Regions from separate parts of the Mus musculus genome. Here region 1 is linked to region 2. The links are chromatin contacts, called in public Hi-C maps. All regions are on one chromosome and are shown on one strand. The core of a region is the stretch at or near the end of the contact, and the rest is flanking DNA. Distances in the headings are between cores, read along the strand shown.

What was found. Hi-C and Micro-C count contacts between places; a contact is called where the count stands out from the background.
Region 1: a Hi-C map of muscle stem cells shows a contact between it and region 2, with 2.1 times the contacts expected there. The contact joins the promoter of Pttg1ip2 here to the enhancer-like site in region 2. A contact is called at or near these places in 7 of 39 promoter capture datasets (the 3T3-L1 cell line, cranial neural crest, embryonic stem cells and 3 more), 2 of 484 Hi-C or Micro-C datasets (adipose-derived mesenchymal stem cells and muscle stem cells) and 1 of 9 other capture datasets (macrophages).

Annotation. Positions count from the first base shown.
Region 1 is chr5:5,477,827-5,480,526 of GRCm38.p6, forward strand. Pttg1ip2 (PTTG1IP family member 2) reads right to left here and starts at 1,317. Exons shown (of 7, transcript NM_001200025.1): 1 at 1,040-1,317. The coding sequence starts at 1,187. Gm30325 (a long non-coding RNA gene) reads left to right here and starts at 1,341. Exons shown (of 5, transcript XR_868230.3): 1 at 1,341-1,443.
Region 2 is chr5:5,113,886-5,116,585 of GRCm38.p6, forward strand. The region is part of intron 6 of Cdk14 (cyclin-dependent kinase 14); the gene reads right to left. Among named protein-coding and RNA genes, the nearest start is that of Gm30151, 260 kb to the right of the region's middle. Within about 2 kb of position 1,411, at least 7 of the 459 cell types and tissues checked have an H3K27ac peak or open chromatin away from gene starts, as enhancers often do. A contact at or near this core is called in muscle stem cells, where this site is marked.

The DNA of each region.
Region 1 (2,700 bases), core at 67-2,566, 360 kb after region 2:
CCAAGGGAGGGAAGCTATAAATCTCAGTAGTTGGCCAAAGAAGGACAATGGAGAAAAGAAGGAAAAAGGACATGCTATTTGATCCAGCATGGAGGTCAGATACATGGCTGACACACAGCCTCACAGTGGGAATAGGAGAGGCCTTAGAGAAGTCAGGAGCCCAAAGTGTTGGGGAAAGCACGCTTATAAAAAAGAGATGTAAAGAGTTCAGGAGAAGTGGTCAGACTTGAGATTCACGCGTGCAGCTTTGTGAGCTGCTGCACCTGGGCAGGTACTCTGGGAAAACAAATTACATCATTTCAGGAAGGGACTAAGTGTTTTGTCTCTCTCTCTAGCTTGGCTTCCTAGGGATAGCCCCTTGGCCTGATGGATAGCCCCCTCAAATGGAATGCTGGGTCTCTACCCAAGCCATAAATTCCAACCTCTTGACCAGAAGTAATTTTTATCTTAATCTGTCTTTCCTGGTAACCCTAAAATCACATAGGAACCAGAATAAGTATGAGAGGTCCCCCAAGCAACATGTCTGGCCTCTGGCAATGAGGGAGTTGTCAAGATGGAGAAAATGGTCACTTTTCTTTGAAGTTCTTTTTTTTATTTTTTTTATTTTTTTTTTTATTTATTTATTATATGTAAGTACACTGTAGCTGTCCTCAGACACTCCAGAAGAAGGCATCAGATTTCATTACGGATGGTTTGGGAGCCACCATGTGGTTGCTGGGATTTGAACTCGGGACCTTCGGGAGAGCAGTCAGTGCTCTTAACACTGAGCCATCTTGCCAGCCCTGAAGTTCTTTTTATATTAAAACGGGTAGCCAGTTTATACCTCCAGCTCTCATCAATACAGTTTAGGTAGTAAAAGGAAGAACAAGTCCAATATTAACAAGATTTCCCCCAAAACATAAAGCTCCCTTAAACATGTCTTACCACCACCACCAAAAGGCAAATTTTGAAACGGACAATTGAGCCAGTCAGGATACCCCAACCAAAAAGCCAGTGGGGTACAGCCATAGCACTGTGCCTGATTTCACAAGTCACTCACCCTTTTCAACGTATTTTGCTTCGATTTTCCGCTTCCAGTGATGGTGGGTTTTAGTCTTATGGTCAGATAAGTTGAAAATCAGCTGGATGAGAGCTACAGAGAGGAAAACGGGCAGGAGGATGTGGCTCCATGCCCTCAGCCAGCACATGGCTCCTCTCCCCCTTTGGGTACCGGACTAGACAGGATAATCCTGCTCAGGGAACCTGCCCAGCCCTGGGCGCTGGGCCCTCCTGTTCTGACCCTTTCATGCCAGCATAATTAGCAGAATCTTAGAATGTTCTGGCTAGAATAAGAACTTCAAGATCACACTCCGGGTGTGCACTAGTCTCAAGCCCTGAATACCACGTGCAGTTTGTCCGCTGGACTTGATCAAGGTCTCTTTCTCTGCCCTCAAAGCCTACTTGGTTTGTTTGTTTTGTTTTTCTGACATATTGTTGATTTTTGATGAAAGGACTAAGTTCTAATTTCCAATGTCCATAATATATAAAGTGGTTTGCCATTCAGGATAGCATGCCTCAGATATAAATGAATCTCTACGATCTTACCCTGCTCGGTGTGGTACACAGGAGGCTGTGAAACTCACTGTCTGAAAACTTCTAGTCCTGCCCTTGACTTGGCTGGGACAGTTGGTGTGTTCTAATGCAGTTGGTCAACATATGGTGTGTTTTAGGTAGTATACAGATGAACCTCTTATTTTCATAATCTTTTAGTAGTTAAAATATACAATGACAAGGATATAAACTTTCCCCTTTAAGGTAAATCTATGTTTTAAAAAAATGAACTTTCAGATATATAATAATTGTACACAATTAAAGGACAAGGCAGGCATTGGGGGAGGTTGATCCAGAACGACTGGGCCTGGAGCACTCCTGACTCCGTGTGAGCATGGAGAGTGAACGCTAAGTGATGGGAGACGATGGCAATGTGTCCTTCAGCAATGACCATTCTGTTTGTTTTTAAAAATGGATGATGGAATGGTTTCCCATATTCCTCACATATTTATGATCTATATTGTGACTTACTAATGAAGTATCTACTATTGACCCGTAAGAAAGGAGGAAAGACATGATCAAGAATTCGGTTTTTTCCTTGTCTATTAGGCAGACATGAAACAGAGCACTGTTTGCTGTAATATGAAATGTGTTCTCACAAGCAGGGGAGACACAAATGCAAAATGAGAAAATGAGCAGGGATATCAAGAGCCCATTTATAGAAAAGTAAAGTCCAAGTAGGAAATAAATCCCGAGGGGAAAAAATCATAGCTAGTACAAAAAAAAAAAAAGAGTAGTAATGAACTGTGATGCTGTGTTCATCGGGTGGGCAACCGTTTACAAAGGAAACTAACCCTGCTGCTGGACATGTGGGGCAAGCCACCTTTGGCACAACTGTGAATTGCTAGTGCCTTTGGAAAGCAACTGGAGTTAGCTGCTACATACATACACATACATACATACATACATACATACATACATACACACACACACACACACACACACACACCCTTCCGTCATCTCAGGAAGTGTGCTTCTTGCTGCTCATTGGCTCTTATGGTGCAGCTCCTGACATGGAAGCAGAACCTGAAATGTTAGAACTGGGAGACTCCAGGCGTTGAGTTCTTCCTCGCTCAGGCCTGGGCAAATGATTCTAAGTGTATCCAATTT
Region 2 (2,700 bases), core at 161-2,660:
TGGTTACAGAAATAAGTGTCTTAGAAAATTAGTTGTGCTGAGGTGCACTTTGAGAGCATATAATACTTAATTTTAAAAATATTAATTTTTGAATAGCTCGTGAGAAGGAGAAAATTAGACTTTGTTGATCCATTTCTTGGGCAAGTCATCTGAAAAGTCTGTGTCACTTTATTAATCTTAAAGGAGTGAAATATTTAAAAATTCATAAGATGAATAAAACATCTTCACTACATAGAAACTTGGTAACAATTATGAGAAAATAGCAAAGAGAGCTAAATTTATGCCAATGTGTTCTTCCTCTTTTTAAGAAAAAGGGACCATTTATAATCCCATTCATATATTTGACCTGCTAATAACACATTTAGGAAAAAAAAGGACAGAGAAGGGTATATTGGAAGCAGTGTTAATATAATTTTCCTAAATACCATAGAATTCTTCCTCATCACCAGAGGAAGGAAGCCTGTAGGCCAAAACTCCAAAATAGGACTAATCAAAAGTCTCATGAACGCAAGAGATGTCTGGAAAAAAAAATCCATTATGTTACAAATACATTTTCTCCCACAATGTAATGTGTTTAGAGAAAGACTTTTGAAGCCTGAAAGACATCAAGACTTAAGGACTGAAGTCTAAAAAATGTGTGTTATGGTCATAAAGGAGGGATCAATTTAGAGTACGTGTGAGTACGTGTAGGTAAAGACCTCTCATCTTTCCCCTCACCTTTTGTTGTTGTTGGGTTGTTGTTGTTGTTGTTATTTTGTTTTTTCATTTGTTTGTTTTTGTATTTGTTTTTTTGCTTTGTTTGTAGCAGGGTCGCACTATATAGCCCAGGATAGCCTGGAACTCAGTATCCAATCCAGACTGGCCTCAAACAATGATCTTCCTACCTCTGACTTCTCAGGGGTGGGTTTACAGATGTTCGCCATGGTACCTAGCAAGAAGTCTGTTTTCCAAATCAGAGTTTGCTTTTTAAATTATTTCAATACATTTAGGGGCAAATGAACTTCAGGTTTCTCAAGTTCTGTGAGTGTAAAAGTGCAAGTCCTTATCTACAGAATATGATGATCAGAGGCAGTGTCATATCTCTCAAAAACTTAAACGTATTGCTTTAAAGCAGTAGCTCTTTCTACAGTGAACATAAAAAAGGCTCTGGTTCACAAAGCATGCAGGAAATCACTTTAATTCTTGCATTCTTAGTATTTCTAGAATTTTCAATGGATTAGAAATTCAGACCCATGTATATCCAAAAAGCAAATCATTGTCCTGCTTGTGATTCAAAAAAAAAAAAGACAAAGGGCAGCTTCTCCCTTCTGCTTCTCTGTTATTTTGTCACTATGATCTCTCCTCGGGGCTGAGGGTGTGTGTGAAATCACAGGAAATCCTATAAAGAAAGCAGCTTCCTTTTTTCCTCAAAGTTTGGACAATACTTGCAGCGACAACTTCCCCAGCATCTGACATATTCAGCAGGAATACTTGATGCTGCTTTAGTGTGAACCTTCAGGTTTTTAGAAGCATAAACAGCCATGGCTAATCTATTATGCTTTTTAGCTCTAATGCCAACCTCTAGTCGGTGAGGTGGAACATTTAATACTCCTCCCTTCTGTTGATCTCGTACAATTTGCCAAATGAGAGGTTGTTGAAAAGATTTCAAGAAAAAAAAAAATAAAACCTCACTGCTTGGTTACAGAACAATTCAGCTGTGCTTTCCTGATTCCAGGGTGAACACATTGGAAAATTTGCCTCTGCCAATTTCAAACATGAATCAAATATACCATAAATAACTTTGTACAGTCATACTGGACAATTTGAGTAAAATATCCCTCAATATTTACTTCAAACTAATTAGTAGGCTTGGCACATGATCAACTCACCATCTGAAACTGGTTATAATTTCTATCAAGGAGATGAGCATAAGAAACATTTGGCAACAAGTGACCACACACACACACACACACACACACACACACACACACACATGGCCCCCAGCGAGAAAATGAAGTTACTGAAATTTAGAAGAGAAAAAACAAGTGACTAATAAAAATATTTGGAAATTATGATGACTCAGATTTATTTTAATAGGAATTTTATATTTATACAAAATTGAAACAACTTCAAAGTTGAGTATGGGATTTTTTATGTTAATGTAGAGGATGTGTTCATTTAAAAGTAGAGTAGACACTTCATAATCATAATTTCTGGTCTTCAATGTCTGTGTGCTCAAAACAATTTAAAACTACAGGTAACATATAATAAGAGTATATGCAAAATGTACATGAATAAACGCTCAAAGGTAACATGCCTGTGAGCATGAATTACAAGTCTTCAAACACAACACGTGGTAGTGCTGCAGTCTCTGGGCTGATGGACAAGGAGTGATGCGTAGCACTTAGCAACTGGCCAAGTTAGACCAAAGCAACAGATAATGATCAGAATTCATTAGCTAAGCAGAGGACATGTCATGCACAAGTTAGATAGTGAAAGACATATAGTCTTCCTAGGAAGAGTAAAATAGTATTTGACACTAGGCAAATCCTATTCAGTATTTTATTCATTAGCAACATGTTAAAACACAGTAAGGGTATTAAATGTGTGTGTGTGTATGTGTGTGTGTGTGTGTTTAATTAAATTTTTAAAACTGATATAAATTCAGTAACTTTAAGAAATGATATATTTTACTTGATTGTTTTTTTAAATTACCTTTTC